2 separate regions of the Macaca mulatta genome follow, and region 1 is linked to region 2. The links are chromatin contacts, called in public Hi-C maps. All regions are on one chromosome and are shown on one strand. Each heading gives the region's core, a stretch centred on a gene start, on an enhancer-like site or on the middle of the called end of the contact. The rest is flanking DNA. Distances are from core to core; before and after follow the strand shown.

Evidence for each region. Hi-C and Micro-C count contacts between places; a contact is called where the count stands out from the background.
Region 1: a contact with region 2 is called in a Hi-C map of fetal cortex germinal zone, with 2.2 times the contacts expected there. The contact joins the enhancer-like site here to the promoter of DTX1 in region 2. A contact is called at or near these places in 7 of 14 Hi-C or Micro-C datasets (CD4 T cells, blood, cortical neurons and 4 more).

What each region holds. Positions count from the first base shown.
Region 1 is chr11:120,400,384-120,407,253 of T2T-MMU8v2.0, forward strand. It overlaps DDX54 (DEAD-box helicase 54), which reads right to left. Exons shown (of 20, transcript XR_013401468.1): 15 at 6,545-6,769; 16 at 5,617-5,759; 17 at 5,417-5,530; 18 at 4,619-4,723; 19 at 3,910-4,229; 20 at 1,335-1,980. CFAP73 (cilia and flagella associated protein 73) reads left to right here. Exons shown (of 8, transcript NM_001194263.2): 7 at 446-534; 8 at 1,543-2,118. The coding sequence ends at 523. Among named protein-coding and RNA genes, the nearest start is that of CFAP73, 11 kb to the left of the region's middle. Within about 2 kb of position 4,503, at least 4 of the 40 cell types and tissues checked have an H3K27ac peak or open chromatin away from gene starts, as enhancers often do. A contact at or near this core is called in cortical neurons and fetal cortex germinal zone, where this site is marked.
Region 2 is chr11:120,298,917-120,305,783 of T2T-MMU8v2.0, forward strand. DTX1 (deltex E3 ubiquitin ligase 1) reads left to right here and starts at 1,630. Exons shown (of 11, transcript XM_077955293.1): 1 at 1,630-1,857; 2 at 2,363-3,426. It also overlaps a transcript of CFAP73 not described here.

The sequences.
Region 1 (6,870 bases), core at 3,253-5,752, 100 kb after region 2:
CCCTCAAGTCCTAGTTTTTACAATAGATCCATGGCATTCATTAAGTTCATATTCATACAGAAGTTAATTAAAACACAATAAAGGACGGCCACCCATGGAGATAAGAGTAGATCACAAACCAATGAATATGACTGATCCAGGTACAAGAAAATAAAGCTGATTGATATAAATGAAAATACTAATTGGACAGTGCAGGTGACAGCAGCAAGGAAGCTGTGAAGGTGTCTGCTCACGCAGCAGTTGGGAAGGTTGGCCTGAGGCTTTTAAAACGCAGAACAGTTTAGGATCTCAGTCACCGCCTCTGGGAACCACCATCACTGCTGTTCTTTTAATGAGGGGGTCTCCAGTCCCCACCCTGCCTTTTGGCCTCCCCGCGTGTTGAGGGATGGGGGCTGGACAGTGGCTCTGGGGCTGGGATGTGACTTCGTGGTGGGCTCCCCCCCAGGTGAAGCTGTTCATGCAGGACCTCTCTGCCATGCTGGCTGGCCTGGGTCAGGCTGAGCCTGCGGCCCCTGCCTCCTAGCCCTGACCCAGGTGAGTAGCGGGAGAGGGGATCCCTAAGAGACCCTGAGATAGGAGGGCCCCCATTTCCATTGGGGTGTGGACTGAGTGGCTCTTCCTGAATCTGTTTCCTCATTGGGAAGATGGGAGGGCTGTGCCTGTTCAGAGTGCTGTGGGCCTGCCATGAGGGCACATAGCAAGCACTCAATAAGTACATGCCCTGATGAGGAGGTGATGGGAAGGTCAAGGGGCTATGTGTGGGGCAACTGCCTCTAAAATGAGATCAGACCAGGCCCTCCCTGCCAGGGTGGCTGGGGCATGAAAAAAGCTCTTTGTCAGGTCTCAGAGCAGGGTCCATGCTAGATGAGAGATCACCAAGGCCCCTCCACTATGGACTCTGCCAGGTGAGGGGCCCAGCCTGAGAATTCAGCTGCTAGGGCCACCCTTGACCTTCTCAGAACCTCAAACAGGGGGTGGGTGGTGAGAAGACAGAGGGCAGGCCAGGTTCTGACCTCCAGGTGTGGAGGGGCCGAGTTAACCTCTTCATAGCCAGAGGGGAACAGCTGTGCCCTTGCCCCGGGGCTGCACATCCTGTTCCCCTCCCACAGCCCACTCCCAGCTGCGACCATGTCCCGGTGGGAGGAAGGCGGACCAACTCCCACCTCCGGCACCTGGCTTGTGCTCTGAGCCTCAATTTCCTCATCGCTAAATGGACACAGCAGCAGAACCTACCCTGGGGAGACCCACAACTCCTCTGCCACATTAGCTGGGATTTTAGTACCTGGGTCTCTCCATTCCAACTCCCCAAGTAGACTGCACTCCTGGCCCACCAGCAGTGCTCAACAAAGATTTATTATATTAAAAATTCCATCGCCAAACCCTGAGGCACTCAGGGCTCTGACTGGTGCAGCCATGACCTCTGAACCCAGAACACATGGAAGCAGCAGCAGCTGAGTTGCCAACTCAGGTCTTGGCCTGCCTGGCTTTGCTGCCGAACTCCTACACACCCTTCAAGGCCCTGCTCAAATGTCTCTGTCTTAGGCTGACGCAGCTGCTGCCCTTCCGTGGCCATACAGTGCTCCTTTTCACGGACGATGGCTCCTGCAGGGAGTGCCCCCAGTGCCCAGCACTGGGCCAGGCACACAGTGGTGCACAGGAACGTCTGCCGATGCCCACCCTAAGGCCAATCAAGGAGCCACGGAGCTGGGTCCCGGTCCTCACATCCTCTTCCGCATCTTGCCCTTCTTGGAGCGGGCGACCCGGCCGAAGGCGCCCTGCTGCAGCTCCTGGACGCGGCGGCGGTTGCGGGCAGAGAGCTGCTTGAGGCCACCACGCTGCAGGAAGCGCAGCTTCTGGGCCCGGCGCCGCTGCTTCAGGATCTGCTGCTTGGTCTTGAGTTCCGGGCGGACGCAGCCTGCAGGGGTGCCTGGGGTGTGGGGCCGGGATGCACCTGCTGGGACAGGGATTCAGGGAGCTCAGCTGTCGGAATCACTCCCAAGATCCCCTCCTCCCAGAAGCTCGCAGACTCCTTCCCTGTCCCTACTCCTGTTCTGTGCTTCTTGCTGTGGCCCAGTGTCTGTACACAGTAGGTGGCTAATAAAGTTTTAGGCAGCCTCATGGAGTGGTCAATAACACGGGGCCAGAACTGCTGGGGTTCAAATCCCAGCTGTGACCTCTTGGAGCCTGGGCAAGTCAGTAAACGGCTCTGTGCCTCAGTTTCCCCATCTGTGAATTATAAATCACAGCACCTCCTTCATGGGTGAAGAGAAAATGCATTTCCATGGTATCAAGTGCTCAGAACAAGGCCTGGCCCATAGTGAGAGCCTTTTAGGCATGACTGTTACTATTAAAAATTCTCCAACCAAGGAGTGTATGTTTCCACAGCACACCTACTGCTACTGCACGCTCTGAGGCCCCCCATAGTAACCGAAACAGACCTCAGCCTCTGTCTCCATGGACACCATGCTCTAGGCTTGTTAGATGAAAAGAGGGTGTAGATGAACCTTCCTTTAGGTGGGAGAGGAATCAGAGAAGGCCAGAGAGGGAGAGGGACTTGTCTGAGGTCACACAGCAAAGCAGCAGCAGCAGAGGTCAGCGGCCCTGCCCTAGCCCGACAGGTGGGCATCAGGTAGTCCATTCTTCTAGTTCTCCGGGAGGCAAGCACCACCCTCCCTGGCTCCCACTAAGTCCTGTGTCCTCCTCCTCCTCCCCATTCATAACAGCAGCCTCCCCAGCGCTCCTAGAGGGATGACCATTGGGGTGTTCCCAGCTGTCTCCAGTGGAGCCAGGGTGCCTCGCAGGACCTATCACCTCCAATGAGGACAAAAAAGGAAGAACAGCTGCTTTCTCCCAAAGCCCATAGGTCGCCCCCATCTCCCCAGCCCCTGCCCGCCCACTGCACGGCACTGCTCACAGCAGAAGCTGCTGTTTCACTCAGGTAAAAACAGGCTGAGAAGTGAGGTGTGGGTGGTCCCCACCCAGCCACGCTGACAAGGAGACACTCCCACAGATGGGAGAGCTGGAGGGGGAGGAGCCACAGAGAACAGGCCCAGGCAAATGCACGCAGGCTCACAGAGACACCCAGAGAAGGCAGTGACCAGCCCCAGAAGGTGGAGGGACACAGCAGTGGGTAACGCCATCTGAGAGAGACCCAGGACATGGTCCCAAACTCCCCTCTCCCCAGGGAAGGTCCCAGGTGGGAGCCTTGGGCAGCTGGGTGACTCAGGTTCAGTCACAGCCCTCATAAGGCACCTGTTTCCCGGCCTGTAAAATGGGTATTCGCAGTCACCTTGCCTCCCAGGTCATGTGTGGCCTTCCAGGACACAGCCTGCCTGCACCCAGCAAGTGGGAGCCCCTCCCTGACAGCAGCCCTTAAGCACAGGCTCTGGTAGACAGAGCCGGCTTCAAATCCACCTTAGCCTTTTACTGGCTGAGGGACCCAGGCCAGATTAAAGAGGTCGAAGTCCTCAAATGACCAAATGTACTATTTGCCAACCCACATTTCGAGGAAGTATCTTCCTCAGCATCCCCCGTGATCGCCTCCTCCCGGAACCAAAGCTGCTTCTGACTGCGTCTTTGGTGACATGAACTTCCCCACAGCATTGCTAAAAAGAACGTCACTCCTGAGGATGCCACAGGGGTTCAATTCATGCCCACTCTGTCAGGTCGAACCACATGCAGATGCCATTTTTGCAGGTGAAAATGGCCCACATAGCAGCATTCCCACAAGGTTCCACCTCCCGAGTTCTCTAGGATTTTAGACAATAGGCTTAATTAGGTGAACAGGGCATCTACCAGAAGTCATCCCCGTGGCTTCATCTGTGAAGTGGCCAGAGGTCGGGGACAAGGCACCTGAGGGGCACGGTGCTTCCCAGCGCCTGTCAGGTGATGCTCGTGACCATCAGAGACCGGGATAGTAGGAAGGGGGAACCTGTGGGTGTGGGGGTTGGGTGGGGGGATCATGGAGGGACCCAGGGTTTTGGCAGCATACCCCAACACACCGAGCTCTGGGGCTCTGCAGTAGCCCCTGCACCCGTGCCTCAGTGTTACCCTAATCTGACCATAACTGCTCTACCTACCTGTGCACCCATACTCCCCACCCTCCCTGGCTCTCACCTTGGCCACGGCCTCGCTTCCCACCTCTTCGCTCTGGGCCTCGCCGGTCAGATGCTCCTTCTTCGTCCGAGTCACGATCATCAATTTTCTGTTTCTGTTTCCACTTCTGATAGCTGGGAAACCTCGTTAAGGAAGCTGCGTGAAGCCCCTGGGACGGGAGAAGGCTCCTCCCCACACCGCCCCAGCAGACACAGTTCTGTTATCCCAGTCGCGGCTGAAGCTGCTGGGCCCGCCCCCAGCACACAGGTCCCACTTACTGGAGATGCGGCTGCTGAAGCCGCTGGGCCCGCCCCCAGCACAGGTCCCACTTATTGGAGATGCTGCTGCTGAAGCTGCTGGGCCCCGCCCCCAGCACAGGTCCCACTTATTGGAGATGCGGCTGCTGAAGCCGCTCAGCTCCGGCCCCTCATCCCCGGCCCCGCCCCCAGGTCCCACTTAATTGGAGCTGCTGCTGCTGAAGCTGCTCGGCCCCGCCCCTCCCTGGCCACGCCCCTCAGGATACAGGTCTCGCTTGTAGGAGCTGTTGATGTAGCGGCCACTCTCTGTCTTAATCTTCTTCTTGTCTTCCTGTCCTGACTTTCCCACAAACCGCTTCTTCTTACGGTCCCTGCAGGAGAGGGAGTTGGGACGGCTGCCGTGGAGGGAAACGCTTGGAGTGCCGGTTCCCGCTCAGGGCCTGTCTCCTCACCCGACCCTCTTGTCAGGTTGTTGGAGCATTAAAAGAAAGCAGTGCAGCCATGTCTGGCATGCAGTTGGCGCTCAATAAAGGTCAGAGGACTGCCGCCAGCACTGGGGCCTGGCTCAGGGACAAGGGCCTCCTGGAGGGTTTCCAATCCCCTCCCCCTTTCCAGCTGTGACCCTTGGTTGAGTCACATACATTCTCTAGACGCTAGAGTCCTCCTGAACAAATGGGTCCTGAGCCCTGTCTAGAAAGACTTGCCAGCAAAAAGGATAGACGGGGTCAAGATCTCTGTGGTGTGTGATCAAATCAAGGTGACAGAACAGCCAGGGGCCATCACACCTGCTGTGAGTGGTCACATGGGGGACAGCCAGGTCATAATCCAGGCTGTCCAGGATCAGATGGGAGTGAGGACGTCAGGGAATTCACCCTGCCTGCTGGCATGAGGGGCAGCTCACTCGCTCACTCACCCCAGGCAGGGATGATGGAGGGGCAGCTAACTTGCTCACTCACCCCGGGCATGGATGGGCGGCTCACTCGCTCACTCACCCGGGGCATGGATGGGTGGGTCACTCGCTCACTCACCTGGGGCATGGATGGGTGGGTCACTCGCTCACTCACCACTTGAGCTGCTGCCGGCCCCTCGTCAGGTTCTGGGCTTCGTCCCCCATCAGGTCCAGGACAGCACCAGCCACCTGCTGCTCGAAGGCTCCCCCTTCCCCGCTGATGCTCAGGCTGCAGGGGGAAGGTGGGAGACCTAACTGGATTGATGGGATCCAGCAGACCTGCCTGCCCCACCCAGGACCCAGCCAGCCACTCACCCCCGCTCGCTGTCGAAGTCCTTGGGCCGGTAGGGGATGTAGAATTCCTGGTCCCGCTCCCAGGCCTCCTCCCTCCGCCTCTTGGCTCCCCTGTTGGGTCCTGACCGCTGCCGCTTCCGGCCCATGACCTCTGAGAAAATGTCCTGGCAGAGCACGGACCGAGGCCCAGCGTCATGCCTGTAGCCCCCTGGGGAGTCCCCACAGCCTCCCTACCCACCACCCTGGCCACAGGGGCCAGTGGCTTCCCGGGGACTTTCAAAGCTTCACTTTGCCATTTCTTAGCTGGGTGACAGTGTCTCCTGTGGGACCCTCAGTTTCCTCATCTGCACACACAGCGCAACCCCTGCCTCAGGGACCAGCAGAGGCAGGACAGCTAGGTAAGGGAGAGAGTGCCGGCTGGGGGAGACCCAACTCCCCATTCCAGCTCCGCGCTCCAGGCTGTGTAACAGCCGGCCCTGCCCCTCTCTGCGCCTGGCCTGCTCTGAACAACGTGGACTAGGTCAGGGGTCTCCAGCTGGTCTTCTAGGCTACTGAACCCTCTGTCTAAACAAAACATGAGAGAGGGACATCCTGGGGGACACGCAGGCCCAAGACCCACCTACCAGGTGAATGGGACACTTCATGGTCCTCCCTCTGAGTGAGACCCGCACGTCTCACTGCAGAAGCCCTGATGTGTTTGGTGGCTGGTGATGCCCTGGACCCCACTGAGGGTGTCATGTTGTACACAGCTTCTCAGGCTAAAGATCTGGCCCCAGTTTTAAACGAGGGACAGTGGACAAGAACCATACCCCGACTCTGCAGATGGGAAGCTGACAGCATCCACCTCCATCCACTGCTCAAAGCCCCTAGAACAGCTTCATGGGCTGCTGCGACTTAGCCACCCCTTCCCTGTACCCCAGGTCCAGGGTCCCCAGGGTGGAACCTGTACCTCCACACTCTCTCTCGCCTCCTCCTCCTCCTCCTCCTCTTTCTCAGGCTGCTTCTCCTGCAGTGCTGGGCAGCTCGGGGCTGGGCCCACTGGGCCCTCCTGCTGCTCCTGCCTCCCCTGCTGTCCCTGCTGGAAGCGGGCGATGGCCTTGTGGTCCTTCTGCCGCTTGGCGCGCATCACCTGACTGCACAGGTCTCGGCTGGAGGCGTTGATCTCAAATATAGTCTGTGGAGGGGACACCCAGTCCTTTGCCCACCAGCCTCCTACCCCTAACCCCACCCTTACCACTTGGTGGGCTCCCTATTGGCATTCTTCCCCAAGTCTTC
Region 2 (6,867 bases), core at 380-2,879:
AGGAACACAGAGGAAGATGGGATGAATTCAAGAAAGGCTTCCTGGAGGAGGTGACATTTAATCAGACCTTAAATAGCATTTGACAGGAAGTCCAGAGACTTGTGTTCTTTTTTCCAATTTGCTGCTAAATCACCATGCGACCTTGAGTCAATCTCTTCTCCACTGTGGGGTCCCCAGATCCTTCTATAACATAAGGTGGTTGAGCATCTGCTCTGAACCTGTTCAGTCATAATATCCTGGGAGAAGAATCTGCTGACAGCCAGTGCCCTTCTTCCCAGACACACAAGACACACAACGCCTAGACACACAAGTTTGCCTGTAATGGGAGAGGGGGACTTCATGGACCCCAGAAGGCCATCCATGGACCCTAGGCTAAAATCCCAGAACTCAGTGATCCTGTGGGAGTATTGTCAGTACTGTCATACTGCAGACTTGGCCCTGCCGTATGCAAAGCCTCTCTCTGTAGTCTGCAGCAGGAGAAAGAAAGCAGAATCATTGACCCAATATGAAAAAGCCCATCCAACACTGGGCTGCTGGTCAGAGCAGGGGCCTGGGGAGGGGAGGTCCCTCCAGCAGGCCGGAGAGCCAGAGCTGGGTTCTGGGAAAGCACCCCTGAGCAGCCTGCCCCTGCCCCTGCCTAGTGTATCCCCATCTGCCCTGGGGAGGCAGGCGTGGGCTGCTCTGGGCAGGCGCCCAAACAGGTCACTGACCTCCGTCAGCCACCCAGGCTAGAGTTCCCGGATGCATCCTTCATCTTCCCCAATCTAAACACCCAAAGGCCCCGGGTGGTCCACCCCCCTCCCAGCCGACGTGTGTCTCAGCTGCATCCAGCTTGCTGGAGGAGAGAGGAACCGGCCATCCCATTAACACTTGAGTCGCTGCCATTTCCAGTCTTCCCTTCCATCCAACCAATGCTCACCCACCATTTATTGAGCACTAGTTGTTTGCAGGTGGCTGTGAATGACATGGCAGAAAGCCTGCCCTTCTCTTCCTCCAGGTTCTTACCTCCTGGCCAGGGTCCCCTCCGCTGGTCCCACCCCCTCTCACCTGGAGCAGGTGGGTGCTTTGGGGGAAGTGGGCTTAGGGCTAGGAACTGGGTACTGGCAGGAGATTCAGATTGGGGTTGGTGTCTGGGCACCGCTCTAAGCTTCTGTGATCCTGGGCCTGGGTCTTACTCTCTCTGGCTTCAGTCTCCTCATCTGTACTCTTCAGATTCCACGGTTCTATCTGAGTCTGAATCAGGCCTTGTCAGCACCCTCCCGCCCCCAGTAATAGTTAGAGGAGGAAAGGAGGCTAGCTCTGAATGCTTCAAGATCTTTCTTTAGACAGTCTCTGGATCTTATTCATTCATTCAAGCATTTATTGAGCACCTACTCAGTGCCAGGCCCTAGACTGGGAGACTGGAAATAAAGATGACAAAGATTCAAGCCGGCGACTCCTAAACACCCCACTCCCTGCCTCAAGCCCTGCTTGGGGTCAGAAGGCCCCTTGGGTTCTCGGGAAGGCCTGGCCGAGGATTTGGGGCGCCCTGAGACTCGCGTGTCAGCGCCGATGGCGCTCAGGGCCGCGATCTGTCTCCTCCCCTTCCTCCTCCTCCGCCCCCTCCCCTCTCCCTTCCCGAGCACTGCCGAGGCCGCCTCCCACCCGCGGGATCCCGGCGGCCGCCAGCCAGCTCCTGCGTCCGTCCGTCGGCCGAGCAGTCTGTCCACGCGCGGAAAGCTCGGCGCGGCGGCCGAGGGGCCTGGGAGGGAACGGGCGCGGAGGCAGAACCGCGGCTCCCTCCCACTCCGGGGGGAGCCCAGAAGGCGGCGGTGCTGGAGCGCGAGCCGGAGCCGGAGCCGGAGACGAAGAGAGGCGGTGAGAGCGCGGGTGCTTAGGGACCCCACCCCCGGCTCCAGCTGGGGGCCCGCGAGCGGCTCGGCGACGTCTGAGCTGGGGAAGGGGGGCTGTTATCCCCAGGGCGGGAGGCAGAGACGGTCCAGCTCCTGGATTCGCCCCCTCCGCGACGCGACCCCCGAGGGGCCCTGGGCCGCGCCTGCAGCTCCGTTCATCCCCTAGCTTCCCGACGCATCCCCGCGCACCCGGCATACCCCCCGGCAGGGTGAGGGCCCCAGGGGAAGGGAAGGCTCTGGGAGCGAAGGAGGGCACCCCCCAGGCGGAGAGTCTCTGAAAACCGCGCCCCCGGCCCCAGCCCTCCCTCCAGGCCTGCCCCAAGGGAAAGCGGGCGGGGCGACCCCGTACGCCCCCCTTGCTGTCCCCCTTCGGTCCCCCATTGTTCTCAGCCGAATGATCTCCTGGGAATGGGGGAGGGGGTGCTGAGCTCTCCTCTTAAAGGGCCCTCTCCCCTCTTGTCTCCTGGCAGGTCGCGAGCACGAGTGGGGTGGGGCGTGCCCACGGGCCCCCGCCCCCCTCGTCCCCCTCGTCCCCCAGCCCAGCTCCGGAGCCGCAGTCCAGGCGCACCCCCCGGGGGTCCGCGCCGCACCCCTTCCCCGTGTGTTCTGCAGCCACCCAGGCCTTCCAGGACACCGTGGAGAGGGAACAAGGGGGCAGGGACGCCCCCTTCAGCAGGAGCCGTCGGAGAAGGGGGCCCGGACTGGAGGGAGGCAAGAAGCCCCACTGAAGCCAGGCGCAGGGTCTGGGACGCGGTTGGGAGTGCAGAGGGCTGACTGAGAGCCGCAGGAGCAGCAGGCTGTGGCCCAGGCCTCCTGGGTGACAGGCCCTGTCTGGCGGGGAAGAGGGACCAGAGACAACACTGAAGAGGCTGGACCTAGAACGGGGGCGGCTGCCTCACTCCCTACCTGAGCCAGCCGAGGGGGCCAAGGACTTTAGAGCTGTTTCCTCCAGCATAAGAGAGACACTTGCTTTCCAGGGCAGCACCCTTTATCCGAGAAGGCTCTGCAGGGAAGAGGTCTTTGCAGCCTGGATGGCCACCCCACATTCCTTTAACGGAGGCCTCTAGGCCTCAGAGAGAACCCAGAGTTAGAAAGGAGGCCAGACGGTCCTTGCTGTCCCCCTGGGGAGAGAGGAAGTTGCCGCCTGCTGCCAGGCCCAGGAGTAGCTGGGCCTGCAATAGTGGGGGACCTGGCCCCTGAGGCAGTGGCGGCCATGTCACGGCCAGGCCACGGTGGGCTGATGCCTGTGAATGGTCTGGGCTTCCCACCGCAGAACGTGGCCCGGGTGGTGGTGTGGGAGTGGCTGAATGAGCACAGTCGCTGGCGGCCCTACACGGCCACCGTGTGCCACCACATTGAGAACGTGCTGAAGGAGGACGCTCGCGGCTCCGTGGTCCTGGGGCAGGTGGACGCCCAGCTTGTGCCCTACATCATCGACCTGCAGTCCATGCACCAGTTTCGCCAGGACACAGGTGAGTAGACTCCCCACCCACCCCATGCCACCCGCCCTGCTGAACCACCACTACCTTGCAGCGTGGGCTGCAGAAAATCCCAGTAAATCTGATCCCAAATCCCTTCCCTATCTCCCTGCCTCACCTCCAGAAAAACAGGGCAGTCTAACCTTGTCCAGTTTAAGACTTGGATTCCAGTACAGCCTCTGAGCAAGTTGTAGGGCCTTGGGCAAGTTGCTTCCTCTCTCTGAGCCTCAGTTTCCTCATCTGCATAATGGGTAGATCAATATCTCTCACAGCTGAGTGAGGATTAAATAAAATGGTGCTCACTGAGCACAGAATCTAGAATAGCAGTAGCATGTGATTGTAGAATAAGGGCTTCACATGCACTTCCTCATTTGATTTTTTCCAAGAATCACAGGCAGTAAGTCTGTTTATTGTTGTATTATTATGAGTCCCATTTTATAGATGAAGAAACTGAGTCTCCCAGAAGCTGAATGATTTAAACTCAGAGCTGGCATTTAAACCCAGGTGGTTGAATTCCAGAGCCAAAACTCTTAACTGGTATCCTGTACTGGCTCCAAGTGTTGGTTTGGGGGGTGGAGTCCTGCTGGTGGTAATTAATTGGGGATGGGGGGCGTTGGTGGTGTTGATGGTGGGGGGGTGGCAATGATGGAGGAGACAGTGTTAGCAGTTGTGTTGGTGGTGACTCAGTGATAGTATTGATGGTGGTGGGGTCTTGGTGATAATGGAGGGATGGATGATGGTGACGTGGCAGTGTTGGTGATGTCAGTGCTAGCGTTAACCCTGGAATTCATTGGTGTTGGTGACATTGACAGTTGTGTTGGTGGTGGTGCTGGAAGTGGTGTGATGGGGTGGTGATGATGGAGAAAATGATGTTGGTGGCAGTCTTCGTGGCCATGTGGTGTGGCTGGTAGCCCTGTGTGTGGATGTTACTTCGTGGTATTGGTGATCCTGTTGTAGTTGTAATGATGGTGATGTTGATGGTTGTATTGGTGGTAATGTGATAGGTGATGATGGTGATAAAAACGATGAGGTCCCACTCTCAGGCCTACTCTCTTTTGTTCTGGAGATTTGTCATTGTTTGGGAGATCTCCCTGAGTCATTGCCCGGTGGCACCTGTGACAAGCTTCGTCGGCAGTGGGGAGTGGTGGGATCCTGCCGTGTAGAAGCAGCCTAGAAATCCTTGGCACGTTTGACCCCCCAAGGACCAGCTGATGGGGTTTGGGGAAGTCCCTACGAATTCCTGGATGTCAGAACCACACGTAATAACCCCAGGCTAGTAGGGTGCTCTCCTTCTCTCTAGAGCTGTGCCAACCAATACGGTAGCCACCAACCACATGTGGCTACTTAAATTTACATTAATTAAAACTAAGTAAAATGTAAAATCCAGTTCCTCAGTCTCACTAGCCACACTTCAAGTGCTTGTAGCCACATAAGTCTCGTGGTACCTTGTGGGCCAGTGTAGATCCAGAACATTGCGTTATTGCAGACACTTCTATTAGACCGTGCTAGTTAGAAAGAAGGCCAGCCTTTCTAACTAGCACAGTCCAATAGAAGTTTCTGCAATGATTGGACGTTCCAATAGTCTAGAACATTGCTTGGTACCCACAGGGTGCTTACCATGTCTAGAAACACAGGTGAATTCATAACAAATGGCTTATGGATGGTACAGATTAGTAGGATGGTACAGATTAGTACATCTATGTTTCCGTAACTCCAGGCATTGACCACCATCACTGGTGGTGCCAATTGTTTGTGCATTCCATCATATGATTATTTATTGATCTCTGCTGTGTGTCCATTTCTGTGCTAAGCACTGGAGTACAGCAGGGAGCAAGACAGAGTCGTCAGTCGAGGTTTCCTGCTGGAGGACCTACGCTGAAGTTCCCGGTGTGGTCAGGAAGCAAGCAAACATACCACCGCAGAGACAATCAGTGTCAGATCTGAAAGCATGAACTAAACCCGGCCCAGAGGTACTCAGGGAAGGCTAGCCTGAGAAAGTGATGTTTGAACAGAAATCTGAAGAATGAGTGAGGGCACCAGTGTCCCTGGCAGAGGGCACAGCCAGTGCGAAGGCCCTGGGGTGGGAAGGAGCAGAGGACATTTAAGTCCGTTCTGTTTGAGATGCATCTCCCACCAAGGGGAAGATGGAGCAAGACGCAGCTGAGCAAGGGCCAGATGTACAGGCCTGGACAGCCATGCAAAGAACTTTGAATTTGATCCAGAGAGTAGAAGTCATCATTAGCTCCATGTGCGCATTCTTCCAGAGAGGCACCAAGGACCTGACGGAGGAATGGGAAGTGTTGCACCTTGCCCACCCCGTTCTCTTTTCTCCTAGGGGTAGAGGGCAGGGCTGTGAGGGCAGAAGTGGGTGGACATCACTGCTTGCTAGGTGGTCTGCTGTTCTGCAGGTTCAGAGCTAATGCTGGGTGCAGCGATCCTCCAGGACCTAGCTGGGTGGGGGATGGGCGCCGGGGTCCTTAGAAGCAGGGACAGACTCCCCACAAGGCTGCCACGTTGGCAACTTTACCTTTGATCCTCTTATCTTTGGGGGAACCCCCATTTCTATTCCTAGCATCCCCTTATGTTCCCGAGTACCCAGACTTGCACACTCCCCTTTCATCAGGCCTCATTCTCTCAATAGTACCCCTTTTATGGTTCAGCCTCACTGGATCCCCCAGAAGTTCAGCTCCGGTCACTTCCCCTCACCCCCTCCCCAGAGCTGTTCACTCCACACCTGCCCCCTGTTTGCCGGAAAAGGGAAAAAAAAACACTCATTCCTAAATGGACTCCTGGGAGCCTGCCAGGAACCCCTCCCACCCCAACCAGAGAGGGAGGAAGGCCTGGAAACCTATTGCGATTGGCAGGAGACCTCGGCTGCCTGGGAATCTGCTGGAGAGTGGGGCAAGAGGCTTCCTCACCAGACATGTGAGGGTTTCTCCCCCGCTTTACCCAGGAGCAAAACAATCTCAAGAAAGGACGTCTTGTCCTCATTGGTAACGGACTGGGAAAGAGCCTCAACCGGCAGGGAGCAAACCCGAGTGCCAGTGGTGTGACCTCAGGCCTCTCCAGATCTGTTTCCACATCCATGAAATGGGTGAGAGCATCACTTCTCCAGCAGCGTTTTCAGATTGACAGAGAATCTGACTGACTTTATCCCACAAACATCAACGAATTATCTACTGTGCACGTAGCACGGGTTCACCACTGTGTGTATGAGACACCAGCAAGAGATCTTACATCTTTTTTTTTTTTCTTTTTTTGAGACAGTATCTCACTCTGTCGCCCAGGCTAGAGCACTCGGCTCACTGCAACCTCTGCCTACCGGGTTCAAGTGATTCTCGTGCCTCAGCCTCCCAAGTAGCTGGCATTACAGGCAGCTACCACATACCACACCCGGCTAATTTTTGTATTTTTAGTAGAGACAGGGTTTCACCATGTTGGCCAAGCTGGTCTTGAACTCCTGGCCTCAAGTGATCCACCCACCTCGGCCTCCCGAT